Linked DNA regions of Mus musculus: all the other regions are linked to region 2. Evidence: chromatin contacts called from public ChIA-PET, Hi-C, HiChIP or PLAC-seq and promoter capture Hi-C data. All regions are on one chromosome and are shown on one strand. The core of a region is the stretch at or near the end of the contact, and the rest is flanking DNA. Distances in the headings are between cores, read along the strand shown.

The links. Promoter capture Hi-C pulls out the DNA fragments that hold promoters and counts their contacts. Hi-C and Micro-C count contacts between places; a contact is called where the count stands out from the background. ChIA-PET counts read pairs in DNA pulled down with a chosen protein or histone mark. HiChIP or PLAC-seq counts read pairs in DNA pulled down with a chosen protein or histone mark.
Region 1: a contact with region 2 is called in a promoter capture Hi-C map of pre-B cells, with 6 times the contacts expected there. The contact joins the enhancer-like site here to the promoter of Cand1 in region 2. A contact is called at or near these places in 5 of 39 promoter capture datasets (the C10 cell line, liver, neural stem cells and 1 more), 3 of 484 Hi-C or Micro-C datasets (CD4 T cells, the MNK3 cell line and peritoneal macrophages), 14 of 115 datasets of contacts at active chromatin or transcription factors (the 230-238 cell line, T-cell acute lymphoblastic leukemia, acute myeloid leukemia and 11 more) and 2 of 9 other capture datasets (liver and macrophages).
Region 3: a contact with region 2 is called in an H3K4me3 HiChIP or PLAC-seq map of bone marrow-derived macrophages, with 5 times the contacts expected there. The contact joins the enhancer-like site here to the promoter of Cand1 in region 2. A contact is called at or near these places in 5 of 39 promoter capture datasets (the C10 cell line, cranial neural crest, frontonasal cranial neural crest and 2 more), 8 of 115 datasets of contacts at active chromatin or transcription factors (the NIH/3T3 cell line, acute myeloid leukemia, astrocytes and 4 more) and 2 of 9 other capture datasets (adipose tissue and pancreatic islet).
Region 4: a contact with region 2 is called in a Hi-C map of cortical neurons, with 4 times the contacts expected there. The contact joins the enhancer-like site here to the promoter of Cand1 in region 2. A contact is called at or near these places in 2 of 484 Hi-C or Micro-C datasets (both in cortical neurons) and 6 of 115 datasets of contacts at active chromatin or transcription factors (SST interneurons, craniofacial prominence, embryonic forebrain and 3 more).
Region 5: a contact with region 2 is called in an H3K4me3 HiChIP or PLAC-seq map of forebrain, with 6 times the contacts expected there. The contact joins the promoter of Grip1os2 here to the promoter of Cand1 in region 2. A contact is called at or near these places in 1 of 39 promoter capture datasets (hippocampal neurons), 1 of 484 Hi-C or Micro-C datasets (cortical neurons) and 1 of 115 datasets of contacts at active chromatin or transcription factors (forebrain).
Region 6: a contact with region 2 is called in an RNA polymerase II ChIA-PET map of memory CD8 T cells, with 110 read pairs. The contact joins the promoter of Ifngas1 here to the promoter of Cand1 in region 2. A contact is called at or near these places in 8 of 39 promoter capture datasets (the C10 cell line, the SN4741 cell line, frontonasal cranial neural crest and 4 more), 10 of 115 datasets of contacts at active chromatin or transcription factors (the NIH/3T3 cell line, T-cell acute lymphoblastic leukemia, acute myeloid leukemia and 6 more) and 3 of 9 other capture datasets (adipose tissue, liver and pancreatic islet).

The regions. Positions count from the first base shown.
Region 1 is chr10:118,598,549-118,602,279 of GRCm38.p6, reverse strand. No RefSeq gene overlaps it. Among named protein-coding and RNA genes, the nearest start is that of Ifngas1, 44 kb to the right of the region's middle. Within about 2 kb of position 2,444, at least 46 of the 459 cell types and tissues checked have an H3K27ac peak or open chromatin away from gene starts, as enhancers often do. A contact at or near this core is called in the 230-238 cell line, the MNK3 cell line, bone marrow-derived macrophages and 4 more, where this site is marked.
Region 2 is chr10:119,238,637-119,242,255 of GRCm38.p6, reverse strand. Cand1 (cullin associated and neddylation disassociated 1) reads left to right here and starts at 2,201. Exons shown (of 15, transcript NM_027994.1): 1 at 2,201-2,615. The coding sequence starts at 2,548.
Region 3 is chr10:118,571,324-118,574,615 of GRCm38.p6, reverse strand. No RefSeq gene overlaps it. Among named protein-coding and RNA genes, the nearest start is that of Ifngas1, 16 kb to the right of the region's middle. Within about 2 kb of position 1,540, at least 10 of the 459 cell types and tissues checked have an H3K27ac peak or open chromatin away from gene starts, as enhancers often do. A contact at or near this core is called in bone marrow-derived macrophages, where this site is marked.
Region 4 is chr10:119,777,781-119,781,050 of GRCm38.p6, reverse strand. The region is part of intron 1 of Grip1 (glutamate receptor interacting protein 1); the gene reads right to left. Among named protein-coding and RNA genes, the nearest start is that of Grip1os2, 18 kb to the right of the region's middle. Within about 2 kb of position 1,915, at least 7 of the 459 cell types and tissues checked have an H3K27ac peak or open chromatin away from gene starts, as enhancers often do. A contact at or near this core is called in SST interneurons and cortical neurons, where this site is marked.
Region 5 is chr10:119,760,111-119,763,468 of GRCm38.p6, reverse strand. Grip1os2 (glutamate receptor interacting protein 1, opposite strand 2) reads left to right here and starts at 1,770. Exons shown (of 3, transcript NR_045359.1): 1 at 1,770-1,859; 2 at 3,258-3,353. All of the region lies in intron 1 of Grip1 (glutamate receptor interacting protein 1), which reads right to left. Gm46207 (a long non-coding RNA gene) reads right to left here. Exons shown (of 2, transcript XR_001779707.2): 1 at 1,522-3,358; 2 at 1,077-1,390.
Region 6 is chr10:118,555,008-118,558,431 of GRCm38.p6, reverse strand. It overlaps Ifngas1 (Ifng antisense RNA 1), which reads left to right and starts at 1,907. Exons shown (of 5, transcript NR_104123.1): 1 at 1,907-1,980.

The DNA.
Region 1 (3,731 bases), core at 1,195-3,694, 640 kb after region 2:
AAGGGTCTCAAGAGGCCACATTGATTGACCTACAGCTCTCCCCAGGTTTCTCTGTGCACGACAATGACAAGATTGCCCAGCAATAGATTTCGAAAGAAAGAAAGAAAGAAAGAAAGAAAGAAAGAAAGAAAGAAAGAAAGAAAGAAAGAAAGAAGGAAGGAAGGAAGGAAGGAAGGAAGGAAGGAAGGAAGGAAGGAGAGAGAGAGAGAGAGAGAGAGAGAGAGAGAGAGAGAGAGAGACTGACTCAGTGAATTTAGACTCGGGAACTCATTTCTAGGTGTTTCTATGGGAATACTCCCAGGAAAATTTAAGTGAGCAGGGAATGCCCACCTTAAATGTGTGGACCCAGGACTGAATCAAAAGGCGAAGGAGGAAGCCAGGTGGACACAGCGTTCGGCTTTCTCTGCTCCTGACTAAGGATGCAAGCAATATGGCGGCTGCCTCACTCTCCTGCTGTGGCTTCCCACAACGAATGGGCGATACCCTGAAACCATGAGCAAAAGCAAATGCGTCCTTCCTCTAGTCACTTTTGCCAGGAATGTTGTCCCCGCATTGATACAATGATAAATGGCTACAAGAGCCAGGCAGGCTCGGCGGACATTACTCCCTCCCCAGTCCAGCCTATGCCACCGCAGTCAGCTATGCGGAGAAGGAAATTGACCTTCTACACTTCGTCTTCAACCTCCTTGTCACCAGAATCAACATGTCAAAAACAACACAAGTTACAGGGTTGTCAGGATACCGCGGGGCCAGTGCATTTGCTACGTTAGATGTTTCATCAGTAACATATCCAATGCAAGCGGAGTATCCCGGGACCTGCTGAAGAAAGTGAGGACTTTCCATGTCCTGAGCTCAGGGGGAATGGCAGCATGTCTGCGTGGAGCTGGGAACTGAAGTTGGAAAATCGTCCCTACACACTCAGCGTGGGCTTTGGGGGTGGCCGGGGCTGGAGGACGCCTTGAGCACCTTCCCTTCTCTTCTGTGGAGCAGAGCTGCCAGGAAGCCAGGAAATCTGGAGAGTCAGAAAGTGGCTACCTTTCCACAGATCAGTTTACCCATTCCCAACCAGGAAGTGACAGCTCAAGTTACACCCCTTTCAACAGATCATCCAATGGAGCCAGAGAAATGGCTAACCTGTTCAGGCGCTTGCTGCCCCCTGGGATTCTCAGCTCACAGCAGCCAGGTGACTCACAACCATCTGTAACCCCAGCTGCAGGAGATCCAGCCGCTCCAGCCTCTAAAGGCACCTGCACTCACATACGCAAATACAGATCCACATACGCACATGCACACATTGAAATAATTTTTTAAAAAATCAATATTTTAAAAATCACCTATTGTTTAACAATCAGTACTATTACATTGAGTAGGATGGGTAATTGTCACAACTGTAGATAAAAAAAATGCTGCTCTTGAGGGTTCAAAGGCTCAGAACTTACACAAGCATGGGAGGGAATTCAAATCTGCAGGCTCAAACCCAGTGGCTCCCAGTCTTCCTAATGCTGCGACCCTTTAATACAGTTCCTCATGTTGTGGTGACCCCCAGCCGTAAAATCACTTTTGTTGCTATTTCATAACTGTAATCTTTGCTACTGTTATGTAGCATAGTGTAAGCATCCGTGTGTCCCCATAGTCTTATGTGATCCCTGTGAATACGTCCTTCGACCTTCAAAGGGGTTGAGCCTCACAAGCTAAGAACCACTGCTCTAAATAAAGCCCTCTGACGATTCCTCAAAAATGTTAAAGACTGGAGTTCTTTGACACTCAGCAATTCCACAACTGCATACACATCCAAGAAGCCTGAAAACATGTCTACAGAAAACGTGTTCACTAATGTTGCACCATTATATCCTCCAAACTGAAACACTCCTTCCTTTAGAGGAAAGAAAAGCTGGCCAGACTCAAGTAGGTCAAAAAGGATGGGATGAGGAGGGCAGGGTGGAGTTTTGAACACATACACAGGAAGGAAACCCCAAAGATGCAGCTTTTCAGGGTCAGAACGTCTCGTGGTGCAGTGAGCTCCCAGTGGAACCTTTGCCTGTGTCTTCCATGTTCCTGTCGGTGTCCCCAATAAGCTTGTCATTTTTCTAAGTGAGATTCGGACGGGACAATTTCTTTAGCTGTCATCATGGGTGAATAGACATTTGTTGACATCCCCCCCCTCCAGGAAATAGAAAATATTCACAGAAGCATTATTTTAATAGTCTCCGAGTAGATCCAACCCAAATGTCCATCAACTGAAACGTGAACAAACAAAATACAGTCTATCGATACAACTGGGGGTTGGGGGGGGGGGTGGGCAGGGGATTTACTCGGTCATAAGTCAGAATGAGTCTTGAAAATGCTATGCTAAGTTAAAGGATCCAGACACAAGGTCAGGTAATGTAGGAGCCTTTTGTATCGGCTCTCTGTAACAGGCAAAAGACAAAAATAAATGAAACAGAAAGTAGATTTGCGGTTGCCAGAGGCTGAGAAAGGAAGGAAATGGTCACTGGCCCCACATGTATGTGGGGTTTCTTTCTGAGATTATAACAATATTCTTGGATAGTGGTTTTGGCACACAAGTTTGCGAAAATATTAAAAATAACTAATATGCAGATTCAAAATGTAAATTTATGGGGCATAGGTCATGTTTCAGTAAAAAAAAAACAAAAAACTGGGAAAAAAATCAGTACCCACTTCAACAAATTATATCAGGTCAGCTTGAGCTTCAGTTTTACAACGCTTCCTTTAGCTCCCTGGGCATTGGGCTATGCTCTTCTCATCTGGAGAGAGATTAGAATAACACTCGCCACCCACATCTGTGACAAGGCCTGAGTGTATTTTTGAAATGTCTGTTTTCAAGCAAGAGGTGATATAGAGATACAAGGTATGATGATGACGATAACAATGACAATGATGATGTTGATGATAAAGGTAACACTGTGTACCACAAGGCTTTACTCAAGTACAGATGTGGCAGTTGAATCTCAGGCACGTGCCCAGGTATTCATTGCTCACTCTCCCGGAGTGGCTCATTTACTCCATCATTCTCTGTGTTCATCATCCTCAGAAGCAAAGCCTGAAAAAGACTCAAACACATGCACTCAGGCACATAGACACACATAGGAACATGCATGCACAAATACATGCACAAATACTTGCACACACACACAAGCACAACTTATAGTAATTTACTACATTATATAGTTGTCTAGGGAAAATAGGTGCATTTGTGTGCACACTTGGACATGCGTGCATGTGTGTCTACATATGTGAATATATGTATGTATGTATGTATGTATATGTATGTATGTATGTATAGTGGGGTAGTGAGTGTTCCTGTTTTACTGGAGAAAAACCTTCAACTTTCTACCTACTTTTCCATGTGTAAACTCAGTATAACCTCCCTGAGATCTCACTATAAAAATTAATAACCCAAGTTAGGACACAATTCGCTCCTACACAAGGACGTTCCTAAAGAGCAGATGGAAGCCAGCATCTCCCCGGGGGCCTATCACTGAGGTAATGAGCAGAGTGAGAGCAGTGGAGTGAGCATCCCACCTCACAGGCAGTACCTGCCCCTGTGGGGGCCACGCTTCAGGAAACAGGGGGGATAAAGACAGCTCACACAGCCCCCACACCAAGTCATACAGTGTGTGTGTGTGTGTGTGTGTGTAGGGGTGGTATGTGTGTGTGCACAGGGTGGGTGTCTATATGTATGTGTGTGTATGTGTGCCCTCCTCTGTGTG
Region 2 (3,619 bases), core at 952-3,451:
GCCCATGCTGGGTGGGCCTTGGTGATGCAGCTGTCTCTGAATCGTTTCTGCTTGTGTATGTCGGGGGGTTTATATTAAATATTGTGTAAAAGTTGTCCCCAGCTTATGAAAACTGGAGCTGAAATGATAAAGTTTGATGAAAAGTAGCCTAATAGTGATAGAGTTGGTGAAAACGAAAGATGGTTGGCATTGTGGAAAAGAAAAAGCCTACACAAAGCCCACTAACGATAAAGGGGGGGGGGGGCGGCAATAAATGTGCTCTGAGCCCAAACAATATTTTGTAATAGTTCTTTAGATACTGTTATTTGGTGAATGTAGCAAATAAGGGGGGGAAAATCAGGTAGTTTTGCTGGGATTGGGAGTATCTGGAATCAGTGAGCTTTTTTTTTTTTTTTTTCTGAGACAGGGTTTCTCTGTGTAGCCCTGGCTGTCCTGGAACTCACTTTGTAGACCAGTCTGGCCTCGAACTCAGAAATCCATCATCTGCCTCCCCAGTGCTGAGATTAAAGGCGTGCACCACCACGGCCGGCTTAGTGAGCTATTTTACAGATTTATGGAGGAGGTGGCTGTAGAGATGGCTCAATGGTTAAGAGCATCTCTTCCAGAGGACCAGGGGTTCAAGTCCTAACACCCTCAGTGATCACACTTGTTTATAACTGGAGCTCCAGGGATCTGACACCCACACACAGATACACATGGAGGAATTACACCAATGCACGTAAAATAAACAAATTATTAGCCAGGCGTGGTGGCACACAGCTTCAATCCTAATATTGCAGGCAGAGGCAGAGGGGCAGAGGGGAAGGGGGGCAGGGGGTCAGAGGGGCAGGGGGGCAGAGGCAGGGGGATCTGAGTTTGAGATCAGCCTGGTCTACAGATTGAGTTCCAAAACAGCCAGGGTTACCCAGAGAAACTCTATCTCAGAAAAGCAAACCAAACCTAAATCTCTGATCCTTCCAACTCTTCTTTGGGCTATTTGTGAAATACTGAACGGTTAGGGAAACTTGGAGAGTAAACAAACAGTTGTACATGTCACCTCTGATCTCTGGTGGTTGTGTTGGTGTATCCGAGCACATAGGAAAACTTAGATTTCATAACTAAGTGCACAGAAGCCGACTATTGAAAGATGTAGGCTCAGAGCACAATCTGCAATGATACTTCCCCACCACCTCCCCTATTTGCGACAGGTTTGCACTAGATACCCCTAACTGGCCTAGGATTCGATTTAGAGACCAAGCTAGCTTTTATACTTGAGACCCACAAGGCTCTCCTACACTTGCCTCTACTGATCAGGGATTAGAGGCGTGCACCATCCATGTTTGGCATTGGGAGAGAATCCTTACTAGGACCTAAATGGAACAGAAAAAAAGTGGCTCCGGGATGAATAAAAGGATTACGTCCAAACTGTGGCCCTGAGGCCTTTTAGCGGAGCAAAGATTAGTACTAAGGTTCGACTAGGCCCCTACCAAAACACTGAATTTTGCAAGGCGCTTGCCCAAAACAACATGAGGACGGGGGTGGGGGTGGGAGTGGGCGATGTTTTCAGGGAAACAGACACTTTAGAAACAGCACACGCCGATGGAAAGATTTTATTTAGCATAACCCGCGTTGCCTGCCTGCAAATCCCAGCATTCTCTCCGACCACGGGAACCAATAAAGAAACTCCAGGTTCAAAGAGCCAATCACGTCCTTCGTGTGTCCCCAATTGAATTGTGGGAGTCGTAGTTCTCACGTGGCAACCATACAGCATGGTTGTTAGGGGACAGTTTCGGCCACGCGTACCGTTCGGAAAGAGAGCTCATTTTTCCATTGCACCCCTTGGCCTCCAGGCCAGCTCTTAGCATCATCACCCACAAGCCCCACGCGCTTTCAAACGCATAGACCTTCCTTCTTAATGTCGCAGGGAGGAGCAAGGAGCGTTTGCAGAACTCCGGCCTTGGACGCTCACTGCCCGTCCTTTAACCGTCGCTTTAAGGTCTCGCGAGAAGAGCCCCTCGAGGCGTTGCCATTCCGCCCGAAAGGCGGCCCGTGCGAAGACAGACAGCCGGCCGGGCCAACGGGAGCGTCCCTGTAAACCGCGACTGCGCAGAGTGCGCCGGGCAGCCCCGGTGACCTCCGACCCCGCCTCCCCGCAGCGCCCTGCGTCGGCCGCCCCCGCCCTCCTAGCGAAGGAGGCGGGCTTTGGCCTCTTGCCCTAGGGAGCGAGTGCGGAGGGAGTGGGAGCGAGGCGGCCCGAACGCAAGTGTCTGGCTTCCCGGCGAGGCCCAAGCCGTCCGTCCCGCCGCCCATGAGCTCGGCGCCCCGCGAGCAGCGCCGTCGTTAGGCCGTCCCCGTCACTCACTCTCGGCCTCCCCTACCTCCCCCCCGGGGCAGCCATTCCCCTCCCCATCCCCGTCTGGCCGGGGACTGGACGTCGCGTCGGAGCGCCTTCCCCAGTCCGCGTCGCGGTGCGACCCTGGAAGCGGGCGCCGCCGCCAAGGAGAGGAGGAGCCCCGGCCGCGGGGCCCAGCAGCCACTGAGCCAGCAGGCGGGATCGAGGCCGGCAACATGGCGAGCGCTTCGTACCACATCTCCAACTTGCTGGAGAAAATGACATCCAGCGACAAGGACTTCAGGTGAGGCTGAAATCCGACCCTCGCCCCACCTCGGGGTGGGGGAGAGGTGGAGGGCGGCCGCCGCCCGGGCCTCGCGACAGGCCCTGCCCCACCCCTCGGTCCGGCGGGTCTCCAGCCACCCCCTCCCCCATCTCCCCGCTAGGCCGTTGTCCGCTCTGGCCGCCCGGGGCTGGTCCGCGTCCCGGCGTCCCTGGCGCATCCTTTGTCCACCCCCAGGGACGCGTCCCAGGTAGCGCCCGGGCCCGAAGGCACGGGCTGCGCGGGAGGGAAGGAGTTTTTCCCGGGCGGGCGGGTGGCCGGGCCTAGTCCCCGGCCCTCCCGAGGCGCCAGGCCATCCCGGCGCTGGGGGACAAGCTGCCGCTCTCCAGCCACTCAGCCGCCGCCTGGCTTTTTCCCGCGGATGGGAAATGGGTGCCACGATCAACTTTCTCCGAGGCCTTCGCTGATTGGATTGTATACTTTCTCTTTGGATCCTTCTCTTTGGCGAAGGTGGCCAGAAGGGGGAGGGGAGCCCGGCTTGGTGGGGGGGAAACTTGGCCTGCAGGGTTTTCCCGCCAGCATCCCTGTCACTTTTCTCCGGCCGAGTGAAAGCCACGCAGGATCTTGGGGTTTCGGTCTCACATCCCTATACAGAGTCATGGCCAGAGGGCTGGATTGCCAAGCAAACCAATCTTGAAAAGAGAGGCTGGTGAGCCATGAAGCTTAATCATAGAGTTGTGTTCTGCAAGACCTGGACCATTGGTTCTTAGTCCCGTGCATATCGAAGGTGTTATATTTTCACACAGTCGCCTCGTCTGTTTTTTTCATGCTACACTGATTGTTAACACACACACCACGCCTAATCCTTCACAAATAAGCCCTCTGTCAAAAGAAAAAAGGCTATTTTTTTGATACCTAAGTTTTCCTCTGTAATGCCTTGGGCCATAGTACAGTTTTGTGTGCATTTAGACTAAAGAACAAGTAATCTTTGGTTAAAATTAGTCTAGGAGCTTGGTTTTTGTTCT
Region 3 (3,292 bases), core at 291-2,790, 670 kb after region 2:
TACGCTGCCCCAGGATCAGCAACAACAGTCAGCACTAATCACCTGGAGCGATGGATAGCCTTAAATCTCAGCCACATCCAGTCTTCTGATATTGCATTACTAAGTTGCTATCTAACAAGGTCACACTTAAGCATGCAATTCAGTTACAGAGTTAAAACACATACACACCTACAAACACACACAATATCCCATGTTTAAGTACGTTTACAAACTTGTGTTGGACGCCACTCATAGACACCCTGAAGTGCATTTGACCTACAGGTTATGTTCTTGTAAATTCCTATGACATGGGCATGCATTCATAGCAGCCTCTGGCTCATAATTTCTTGTTCTGAAGCTCTTGAGTAGACATTCATAGCTTTGGGTACATCCTCAGGGAGAAAGTCCCAATCTAGATTTCTGGGATGCATCACCAAGAGTCCAGGACCCACTCTTCCTTCCCACAGACAGACACAGTAGGGAACAGAGGATAAGTTTTCATTTAGGTTGTTCTCTGGGCTTCCAGAATCTGTCTTTGCATTCAAAGCAGCTAAACTAGAATGAAATAAGTAGCGGAACTTTCTGTCTCTCTGTCTCTGTCTTTCTGTCTCTCTGTCTCTGTCTCTGTCTCTGTCTCTGTCTCTGTCTCTGTCTCTGTGCCTCTGTGTCTCGCTGTCTGTCTGTCTGTCTGTCTCTCTCTCTCTCTCTCTCTCCCTCTCCCTCTCCCTCTCTCCCTCTGTGAGTGTATTTCTCTCTGTATTTCTCTTTCTTCCTCCCTCCCCCCATTCCCTCCCTCTGTCCCTCCCCCACACTCTCCCTCATTTCCATATACAGTACTATGATGGTCAAGAAGACTAAGAGCTAAACCATCTGCAGCAGTGGAGATAGCCTGACAGAAAACCATGGGACACATTATTTCTCTAGATTATCTGTGACTGTTCAAGAAGTATTAAAAAGATTTATAAGCTACAAAAATGGAATTATCAGAATTAACCATATCTGCTTCATAAAGTTTTATGGGACAGAATACATTCTAGTTTGAATTAAGTGGTGTTGCTGAATTTCCAATGATATTGAATTCCCTCAATTGCTCTGTGTGGCTCTCTGGATAGCAAGACTAACATATTGGTTGACTATATGAGTGGCCAGTGTTCTATTTCTGTCTCTTGATGGTGTCAGTTCCGCATTGACTAAGGATGAGTTGTTCTTGTGGAAACAAATATCATGTGCTGTTTAATAATAAGTAACTTAGCAGGAACGTTGATTTATTAAGTTCTTTCAACCAGTGAAGGTCCTCAAAAAAGAAAGTAAGGTTTTGTTTTGTTTTGTTCTGTTTTGTTTTGTTCTGTTTTGTTTTATCCTTGCACATGTCAAGTTGAATACGCTCTGACCTAACAACTAACTTGCATGTGGTATTTTAAGATCCACAGTTACATCTGTGGAAGGCAGCATTCAATGCTAAAAGCCCAGCTCTTTCCCAAGGGCTCCTTACAGACCTCCTTGTGAGGAACTATTTGTGGTACCTCAGTTGAGCTCAGATTTTGTTCTTCTGAATGCCACCGGCCTTTGATTTCATTTAGCAAGTTTCCTCTAAATAGCTTTATTGTTTCAGATTCCATCTTCCTTTTACACCTGCACAAAGGATGCTGTCAGCTGAGCATGGCCCCTTTACAAGCAAGGACTAATTAGTATGGTTTATGGCTTTTAGACTATAGCAAAAAAAAAAAAAAAAAAAGGATTTTCTCAGATTGAATCAGAAATAAATTTGCTAAAGTTGTCTAAGACTCATGAAAAGACACAGGGACACAAACTCAATGATGGCATCTTAAGCAGGGCCTGGGAGTGTGCTCTGTCATCCCAGCTACTGTGAAGGCTGAGGAAGGAGGATTACAAGTTTAAGGCCAGCTTCGGCTACACAGTGAGTTCAAAACCAGCCTGGGCAATTTAGTAAAAAACTATTTCAGAAGGAAAAGACACAGAAGGAAGAACCTAGGATACAGCGAATTAGTAGACATTGTTACTCTATTCAAGAATCTAGATTCAATGTTTAGTAGCACACACACACACACACACACACACACATAGACACACACACACATACACACACACACACACACACATAAACACACACACACACATACACATACACACACACACACACACACACAGACACACACACACACATACACACACACACACACACACACACACACACACATACACATAGACACACACACTTGCACACACACAATTAAACAAGGAAAGATAAAAGAGAGAAAGTCGTACCAAAGCTACTATCGAAGCAAAGGAGAGTGGTTTTTCTTCCATATCACCATTGCCCTTGAATCTCATAAAGGGCCACTGCTTGGAAGTAGGTCATGTGGGGACAGGAAGCTGATATATTTACCACAATATTGATAAACAGCATAAATGATAGTGCTCTGTATGAGATATTTCTTCATTGCTGCTTACACACACCATTTCCACTGCCTCTCAGCTAAAAGAATCCAGATTTGTTCCCGAGAAGGAATTGAGCCAAACGTAAATCATCACTTATCTGAACCAGGCATACTAGTTCCTGTCCACTTGGGTGTGATTGGTCAGATGAGGGGAAGGTGGCCTTGTGGGTGAACCTGGATAGGGTTTGTCTTTGTAACCAAAAGCCAAAGATGTTAAGAACAGAAGGAAGGAAGGAAGGAAGGAAGGAAGGAAGGAAGGAAGGAAGGAAGGAAGGAAGGAAGGAAGGAAGGAAGGTGGGTGGGCGGGCGGACAGGCAGGCAATATGCAGACAGACAGGCAGACAGACAGCTTCAACTCCCTTTCATTCTTCATGGACATTAACTGACAACAGAATACCTCACAGAAGTGGATTATCCAAAGATTTATTGGGAAGCTCTATTGCCACTTAATCATCAATACTGATGTCTGTATTCAGGCAAAAGTGAACTGTGAGGTAGGGATTGTGGTGCAAATAGTTCACTTCAGAAAAAAACATTAAGAATGGATTATGGGTATTCACTGTGTCTCTGTTTAGTATGGAGCAGAGAGTGAAGAAAAGGCCATCCAGAGATTGCCCCACATGGGGATCCATCCCATATACAGTCACCAAACCCAGACACTATTGTGAATGCCAACAAGTGCTTGCTGACAGGAGCCTGATATAGCTGTCTCCTGAAAAGCCCTGCTAGTGCCTAACAAATACAGAGGTCGATGTTCTCAGCCTTAGATTGAGACACATGGGACTGAGCACAGGGTATCCAATGGAGGAGCTAGAGAAAGGACCCAAGGAGCTGAAGGGGTTTGCAACCCCATA
Region 4 (3,270 bases), core at 666-3,165, 540 kb before region 2:
TTTAAGAGTGTGCTCTCCAAGATGGCCGTCCACCCAGGCTACCCAGTCTCTGGAGAGTTCTTGGGCTGGGAGGAACAGTATGTACCCAGTGTAAATATTTTACCTGGCTATCTCTTTGCCATCACATAGATGGTGCTTTCTAGAGCTATTTACACACCCTTCTTTGAAGTAGGATTTGCTCTGGTTGATACATGTAGACTCACAGTGATTTCTGATGAGAAATAAAAATATCCTTATTTTCTTTATCTAGCTCCTCCACTCCCTTTCTGTGTTAAAAAGATCACTGAAAAAGAGGAGTGAATGGCCTAAACAGAAGCACAAAAGGCCACTTACTGTTATTACATTTGTCCCAAGCCTAGGTGAATACTCTTGGTTTACTTTTATTCCCTTTGAGGAAACAGAGTTTTTAAATCAGGAGAGAAGATACTGTGCTGTTCTGGTCATTGATTTTCCTATCTGATCCCTTTGTATAGGGTCCTGGGAACCGACAGACTCACTGTAGGTGGAGACATGGAGGTCTCACGAAGTAGCTCCTGGAATCTGCATGGAGAACATTCACGGAGGAAGCTGGGTATCAACCGAGCTGAACGTTATCATTTTTGATCTTCCAGCCTCTCAGATGTGTTCTTCCAAGTGAGCGTATGGGTCAGAAGCACATGCACTTAAGTCCTAGAAGGACTGAATTAAAATCCGAAGACCTCTGTCATTTCAGGATTCTGGAAGTGGGAGCAAGCCAGGTGTGCCACCATAGAGGGAGGACACTGAATCACGACAGCTCTAGGTTTCAAGTCTTGACACATTTTTGATAACACCATGCAGCCCGTTCCTCAAACTCTCAAGACAGGAAGGAATCCCAATTTAGGCACTGAGTAGTCTCTCTTCCTCACCCTTCCCATAGCTCACACACAGCCCCCAACAGGAATTTGATCAGATTATGAAAATAGGATTTGGTCAGATTACAAGACTGTGATTAATATTTATACAATTCTGTTTTTATCATGAAATAGAGTCTAACTTCTAAAAACTGTAGTCCCGAGTGATCTTTTGATGTGTAACTTAGTTTTGGTTTGAAAATACCCTCTATTAAAAGAAAAACCCAGCAAGTTACAGATGATAAAATACCTACAACAACCTGTTCTCATACTTCAATAACTCATGGCAGAAAAATGAAATATCTTGAATTTTGTAGACAGAGGGCAGTATGCACAAGCCAACTGTATAAGCAAAAAGCCTGTGTGTCAATTTTATAGGAAATACTTCATGCAAGACAGCTTTGTGTAATATGACTTTTAAGCTTCAAAGCTTATTTACATATTTATTGAGGCTTGGTATTTTTGGTCATTGTGAAAGAAATCACTTTGTGGCTGAGGGAGGTGTTTGTTCATTTCTTGATTTCAGAGAATGTGTGCATCTGATGTCACCATGGCTTTGGAAATGGTGCACACACAGATGTGGTGGCAAGCAGAGTGCCAGGAAGCTCAGTAGTTAAAAATGATCACCAATCTTGTCATGCTCTGTCATTATGCAAATGCAAGGAACATGTTGCCAAAGTGACTTATATTAGTGCACTGAGAGAGAATTGAAAATATAATCTTCAGCAGATCATTCTAAAAATTACCCATGCCTTAAAATGGGGATGTTCATCCAAATAGAACCACGTTAGTCTTTTCTCCAAATGTTTATGATATTGCACTAAAATCCAACACAGAAACATGGACAAATAAAATTAATTTAGTGGAGATTAAAGGATATTAACTTTAAATATTTTTGCCTGTTTGAGAAGAAGTGTCTTATCCATTTTTGTGTCTTCGTTTAGATGATGACTAACTGGTAATCTCTGTGTAGGAGATAACAGTTGACTGGTACACCCTGTTTCCTGCAACAAAGTATTTACAGGCATAGGAGCGCTGATCAAATCAATGCTACCCAGGGTCATCACAGTACAGTTTCCATGGAGACATTTCTCTGACTCCAGACTTCAGCAATTGCACTGCAATTTCCTTTAAACCCCTAGCTAGCTTTCAGATGTAGGTTCTTCCAGCTGTTCAGAAAGGGGCTGGCTGTCCTCCCGAACTACAAAAGCACAGTCAATGACATTGAAGGATTCTTCCCACCTCGGATGGCCACTAATTCTGAGCTGTCATCACAATTGGAATAAGATGGTGACGAGGAAGCCTTCAGTAAGACAATGAAGGGGATTTTATTTGTACTTCTTTTCCAATTTGTCTAGCCTAAAAATCTACTCTAACTACACCACCTTCTGGAAAGGAACACCAAAGTAATTAAAGTTCAAGCTTTATTCCTAAGGAAAAGATAGCAATAATTAAGACTAATGTCTCCTAAGCAATTTCTCTAAAATTAAATTCCTTACTGTGTTCCTCAACAACCCATGTCTCCATAAGTTCAGGGAAGAAGAAGATAAACACAGCCAGGCATGGCCCCCTGTGCAAATTCTCTCTTATGCTCTTTGTATATACAGAAAGGAAGATGCCTGTATAAATTGTTGATTCTTTCTCATAGAACACCCTGGAGATCTATAAATCTGCAGGAGGAAAAAAAAACCCTCCTACACCCTATAATAGAGACAGAGGATGACTATATAATTTATTGTCCAATTAGGAAAAATTTTAGAATGAAAGGAGGTGCCACTAATACCAATTACTAGAAAAGAGGCATGCTGGGACTCTCTAGGATGGCATTATTGTCTGAGTATAGCCCCGTAAAACAAAACAAAACACTCTGAGAGCTAAAGATAATGGAAAGATAGTCATAACACTGATTTCCACACTTGAAGATTATAACACATGAGGACAATGGATATTACCCCGTCTTTTTCTAGAAGGCTATAATGACAACAAGAGGGAATTGCATTAAAGATATTTCTGCATCAGGAAAATGAAAGTTATAGCAATTAGATCCATCCACAATCACTACGGTTTTCATTCGGAGGATTTGGGCTCTCTCCTCCCTCCCCAGTGACAGATGGTAACCTGTGGCAAATGCAGGGAGCACTAGAGAAGCAATGGACTTCTGGGAACCAGCTAACACTCTCAGGTTCTGTGACACCACTGAGAACAACTGACTAAGAAGCAACAACACACTGATGCCTTCATGCTAAAGAAACACAACCCTTCCAAGACAGACATGGGATGCCTGCCAATTTAACTGTTCCCACTTCTATCCATCATAGGTGCTACCACCCAATAACACACGACCAGACTTGAGTGGCTGAGTTTCATATACCCTAAGCCCCATTGAATAGCAGACTGG
Region 5 (3,358 bases), core at 521-3,020, 520 kb before region 2:
ATGCTTGGCTCCTGTCTGCAAGTATAGCAGAGTGTCATTAATAGTGTCAGGGGTGGGCTCTCTTCCATGGGGTGGGTCTCAGAGTGGGCCAGTCATTGGTTGACCATTCCCTCAATGTCTGCTCCATTAGCATAACTGTCATCTGAGAGGCTTCATCCAGCAGCTGATGGAAACAGATGCAGACACACAGCCACACATTAGGTAGAGCTCAGGGAGTCTTATGAAAGAGTTGAGGGATGGAGACAGGGTGGGTCAAGGGTGTCATAAGAAGACATACAGAGCCAACTAGCCAGTGGGGGCTCATAGAGCCGGAACCACCAATCAAAGACCATCCATGGTCTGGACCTATGGGTGCTGGGAATGGGGGGAAAGGAGTAGGAGGATGGGACTTGGAGGAGAGGAGGGAGGGGTTTGTGATGGAATGTAAAGTGAATAATGAAAGAAATAAAATTCTTTAGGACTTATTGTCAATGTTTGCTTTGTATGCCTATTTATATGCCTATTTCTACTCCTCATAGTAGTATATACCATCAGGTGCAGCAAAGACAGTTAACTCAGATGTAAGCATCCCTTTTCCCCTTCTTTGAGATGGATGCTTCATAGACATGACATTACACTCAAGTGATAAGCCATCACTGAAGTTCTAGCCAAAAAGTTGTGCATGCACGTTCAGTGGTTAGACACCTAAGGACAGCTTCTTCAGACAGAGGGAAGATGGCTGGATGAGAGTCTTCTCTTTGCTCTTATTTCTCTCAGAGACTTGGATAAAATGTCTGCTGCCCAGTCAGCTCTGTCGGGGCCTCAGGCAACATGTTAAGGATGTCGACTAGCAAAAGCATGAGGCTGTTGGGCCCCACTGGCGACCAGCAACTCTCTATGTGGGCTGCCAGTACAGTTCTCTTTATAGGAGAGAAAGGGAAGGCATCGTGTAATCTGTCAAAGCCATCATCTCTGGTCTTTATCCTCCACGACTGCACTCAGCATCTAGTCTACCCATCAGGGAAAGAACGGGAGAAATGGATCTGACATGGCCTGAAATGAGAGAGTCCTCTTCAAACTTTAATCAGAAAGCCTTGTAGGATTTTAACCTCATTGTGCAGTACATGAAAGTTTTATTCTGGAAGGGAAATCAAAGGAGAAAGAGGGGCTCCTTCGTGACATTTCTCGAGGAAGTCTGCGGAAAAGCCGAGGCGCCATCGCTGCGGGGCATCGTTGGAAACACAGATGCTTAGTGCTTTTTGCCAGGAGAGAGGTGGTTTTGTACATAAGCGGCAACCAGGAGAGGCACAAAGGAAGTGTGCAGCCCACACAGCAAAAGCAGCAGGCGTCAAAGTTGCTTGCTTTGTAAATCTGGAGACGTGAATGGCTCACAGGCTGGGCTCTCGAAGGTCTACCGTAATAAAATCCCTATTTTAATTACAGGCAGCATACTTAAAATGCTATCATTAAGGTTGTGTCAGCAATTACTTTTTTATGACCTTATTTCCCAGAGAATAATAAAAACGTGTTTGGGACTGCTACCTTGGGCGGAAAGTTGGCAGCTGGCTCTCAATTCACAGGCTTTTCTTTGCTTCCTCAAATTGGGACGGGCCACGCTACGCTTCCCGGAAATCACAAAAGAGAAAATTCTAAATGAACGGGGCCCCCAAATTGCTCTGCCTCTGATTGTCTGAAATTCAGGTCTTCGGACTGTCAGGGGGTGATCACCGCTGCCATGTCTCAGGAGAGGAGATTTGGTTTCCATGGTAACAACAGCGCCCATGGTTAGTGCTTAAAAATTAAAATCACCTTCCCGAACTGTACTTTAAAGGGTGGCGGAATCAGAAGCCAGATGTCAGTGTTTGTGCGTGAGGAGTGATGTAAGGAAGAGTTTTATAGGCAGGATGGACTTCATGCGGAGTGTGAGCGAGTGACGTGAGGCCGGAAGCTGGGTTCCCTGCGCATGGGCAGGAATAAGCACCTAAGCTTTCTAACCGGTAGAACCTGGGGGCTGGCGAGATATATAGGCTGCTGAAGTGTCTGCTGAACAACCAAGTAGATCTAGACCCCATCCTCGGCACCCCTATAAGACTCTAGCACAGTGGAGTGCACTTGTAACCTCAGTCCTGTGGAGATGGAGGCAGAAGATCTCTGGGATGTACCGGCTAGATAGCCTTGTTGAATCCATGAGTTCCAGGTTCAGTGAGAGACCCTGTCTCAAAAACCAAGTCCAAAGTGATGGGAGAAGGCACCTCATACTAACCCCCACCCTGCCCTATACTCACATACCAATCAATCGAGGTAAAAAGAACTAATAAGCAGACATAATTAGATTTGTTATTAGAATTACCAGTAGAAAGATCGAGGCTTAAAAATGAGCTGTTTTATGTCCACGTGTTTCTGGCTACTGTATATATCATTTCAACTACAATAATAATAATTACTGAGCTTCGGCGGCGGACAGCCATCTTAGTTTCCCATGGACAAAGTCACGTGACACTAGTGTCAGCGTGATGGGGCGGGCAGTTTGGTTATTTCACTTCTCAAGAGCGGAGACTGGGGTAAAGAGGTGTCCAAGTGTCTCCTGAAGCAATGTATAAATCCACTGACCAGAAAGGCTCCCTCTGGCAGACTTCAGGTTACAGAACGAGGATAAACAGGTTTTAAGATACACAAACTGAAGGTAAAAATAATGCTTATTATGTTGAAATAAAGAAGAGGAAGGGTTTTCTGAGGCATGGGAGGAAAAGAAAAAAAAATCTAGGGGGGAGAAAGTATTTTGGAGAAAGGCTGTCACAGGCACAAAGTCACTGAAGAACAAGTGGAGTCAATAATAAAAGTTCCCAGAAGCCCAGTGGCAGCAAGACAGGAGAGTCTAGAAGGATAACAAGCCTCCACTCCGGATGTAAAATTCCGTCTCGCTCCTTATTGCCTGGAGTCGTCCCAAGACTCTTTTATGACAAAAGAGAAAATCTGATCAAACTTGGTAGGAAGATAAAAAGTTTAAGTGGCAGCAGGAGGGGCAAAAGAAGAGATGAGAAGAGAACTTGAGGAAAAAAGGGAGGCAAAAGGGTGGTGTCAGGGGAAGGAAGGCATCAAGGGAGAACAGGCCAAATCAGGATGATAATGGATCACAGGATCCACACACAAAGGCTGTCGTTACTAAGACAAACCTTCCCCTACCCCCCCCCCCCCAATCCTGCTCTCCGTCCTTTCTAGTGAAACACTGCCCCTACAGGGAAGATGTTGATTTCAGGCCCCAGGTTCTCTCCTCACAGGTGAACAAAGATGGTCCTGAGAGTCTCTCAGCATAGGAGGGGAGAGATGCAGAGAAGATGTGAGAGACTAGAGCCCCGAGGAAGAGAATTCAGAAGGTAAA
Region 6 (3,424 bases), core at 658-3,157, 680 kb after region 2:
CCTTACAGACAGGAGGGCCTTATTCTCTGGTACCCCAGGGCTTCTTCTGCCTAGCTGTGAAGAGCAACTTGTGAGCAGATAGGAGCAGTGATCAATTAGGTCATCTGTGACCCAGGAAGCTTTGTCAGGACATGCAGGAAGTAGTTACTCCAATTGAGGACACTGGCAAGATTAGAGGACTCACTAACCTTTGCTTAACATATAATACAAGTGAAATAACGTTCTTTGCCAACAAGCTTTGAAACCTTATCCACAGTAGTAATGTGGGTTCCTAAGGAATATTCGGTTCTCAAGCATGCTGTCTGGCTGCTCTGGTACTTGGTTTCTTGGGATGAGCAAGAGAAAGTTCTGGAAGTTTTTTTTCCCTCCTGTTTCTTCATAATCATGCCTTACCCTCAACGCTTTGTTCAGACACCCAAGGAAACCAAGTGTACTCAGGCTTCTCCCAAGGCGTCACTTTTAAACCCGCCTTCATTGGACCATTTTCTGAGTCTTGTGTTTCCATAGGAAGTGGGGACAAGATTTGCCTGAAATGTCAAGAAAATTACATGTTGAAAGGATGGGTAGGATTGCTTCACTCAGTTTTACATTTCTAAATGAAGAAACAGAAGTCCTTGGAGATAGAAGGCTCAGTGAACTTGTCTATCATCTTCCATACCCATGCGAGGGCTGCATTATTTACCTGTGCCATTCATAAGGTCTCTAACATCGCCCCCTCACCCCACCCTACCCCACTATGAAAACAGTTACCAACATTATGCAAACCAACATGGTAGGTAAATTTGAGACTTTGAGACTCTTTAATCCATTTCTCTATGTCCACATGTGCATTAGTGTGGCAGCAATTAGGTGTCTCCAGTCAAGGGATTTGGTTAATCTAATTAGCTAACAGAGGTATGTCTTGCTTGGTCTACGTGTTGCTAGCACATACTATCTATCACAAGCTGGCCTGGCCAGCTACCTCCAACAACTTACAACTTTCAAACTCAAGGAGGGGACTTGATCTCAGTGGTGTTTCCATTAAGAACACTACTAAATCGTATACATGCATACAAGGATTTTTTAAAAACGGGAAAGGAAGCAAAGTCGTGAAGAGCCAAGATGATTCTGAGTGATGGTGTTTACTGCCAAGATGATAATCTGGGTTTGACTCCCTGGACCTGCATGAAAACCAAACCCGGCACGTTGTCCTCTGACCTCTGACCTCTGAAGGAGCAAGTACATACCCCTTCCCTTACACATCCTAGATAAAAAATAAAATACATTTTTTTTAAAAAGTGAAAACGCAAATCTGAAACACGGTGCCTTATAAGTTAAATTTAAGGCTAACACGGGATACGGGAATACATGTTTGTTTTGTCCCCTGTTAATGCCTAAGTTCTCTCTTACTGTTTGACATAGAATATGTTCACTGAATAATCAATCAATGGAAGCATGTCCCTATGATAGGAACCAGCAATAATAAATATGTTACTTCTAATTCTCAGGTGTTCAAATTTCCCCATTGCAATGATCACTCAGTTTCAGTTCTATACAAACGAATCTCTATGGCAAAAAGGAACCTAGAGAAGCTATGAACGGCCATCACTCTCACCCCTCCATCAAAGTGTCCAAATAACCCTTCCCTTCACAGGTCTTTCCTTGTTCTCTAGGGTACTTCACAGTCTTAGAGGTCACAGTGGAAGCAGCAAGAAGCATCTAGAACCACCTCAGAGGGAGCTCTCTGCTGCCAGGAAGAAAGTCACACTTTGACAGGTGCTTCCTGTTTTTTTCACACACCTTGCCCATCTTCTGTGCAATAATTCATTGTTCACTCTGCAGGCTGTGACCCCCACAGGAAGCTGCCTGCAAACCCAGGTAGCTTTTCTGACTCTTTAAGAGGTCTTGAGCATTCTTGCAGAGACACACCAACCAAAAGTATAGTCATCCGGGAAGAGAAGAGCCTGAGAGAAAAATAACACTTGGACTGGCATCAGGAGGGTGAGGACGCTTTTCCTTGGGAGGGCCTTTTGCGGAGTACATTTTTAAAACAAATAAATGCATGTCCTTAAAATGTAGCGTTACCATGGGTGGCATTAGGAGATGCTGCAAGTGGGTGATGTTTTTCGTGCTTCTGATAGGAGGTGGAAGGGACAGGAGAAGGGAAGGCTAGAATGAAATGGGAGGAAGCTAAAGGGAAGGAATGGTCTAAGTCAGTTCGGGTGAAGGAATTGCTCAAGACCTGTTTGTTTCTGCAAGCCCACACACTCTTCCTGAGATTTCAGAATGAGCTAGAAGAAGTACGTAAAGCCTCTATCCAGCTGGACTCGAGTCCACAGTAAGCTTTGGTGGAATTATTCTAGTGACGTGGTCCCAAGGAGATTTGTGGAAATGGACTTGGTAGGGCCTTTGTATTCAGGTTGCAAAGGCATTTAGTTAGAGATACCCTTAAAGCAACGGTGCCTTCAAGGTCTTGGATAACCAACGGATTTTTTTTAATAACAACAACAACAAAAAAAATAACAGGGAAAGTTGGTAATACTATAGGGTTTCTGGTGATACTATAGGGTTTCTGGTGATACTATAGGATTAGCTCCAGTAAGTGGCCTCTTGTGTGTTTTGGGTAGGTTCCATTTTCCCAATCCATATTGCAAATTAAGGCAAATTACATAATTTTTTTGTTTAGAAAATTGAAATTGAATTCAAATCAATATCCTTAAAGCAGGCTTCTTCGATTGGCTGATGAAGGGGCCAAACGAGAGAAGTTTCGTCTTCCGGGTTCAAACAGGTCTCTGAGACATTCATTAGTCTGACATGGCTCCTGTAAGCCCTAACCAGACCAGCCATAGCAGTGAATCAAAGACGAAGGATAAGAACGATCGGTTTCGTTTTCTTAGAGTCACAAACCTAGAAACCTGGCTCAGCCTTCTCGTTCTCATTGCTGAGGATTAGAAACTTTTTACATCTTAGCATGTGAAAAGCATTCATGATTTTTAATTATTTATTTTGAAGCCACAGACGCTCTACGATAAGTGTCTCATCCTCTTTGACCTCTCTTGCATGGGCTGGTCAGTTGGTCACGTGGCACAACTGCACACACGCTTGTGTGATTATCTGTCGATGCATTGATACTTGGGTTTTGGGAAGACCCAAGATAAAAGATGGTACAAACAAGTAGCAGGTGACTCTTTTCCTCTTTTCGGTAAGCTTCTGTGTTTTGCAGAGATGGGGGTGGAGTGTGGGGTCAGGGGAGGGGAGGGAGGGCTGAGGCTGGGAAGTGGGCGGAGCCTGAGAAGGAGGAGGAGCAGTTCACAGGGGACAGCGAGATATTGGGAGGTGCACAGAAAATGGGCAGAGTAAAATGACTTTGGGGTGTGTGGCAAAGCTGTCTTTTCTTGACTTAGGAGAGGGGAGAGTGTTGGCTGCCTGTAGAAGAGACTTGGTT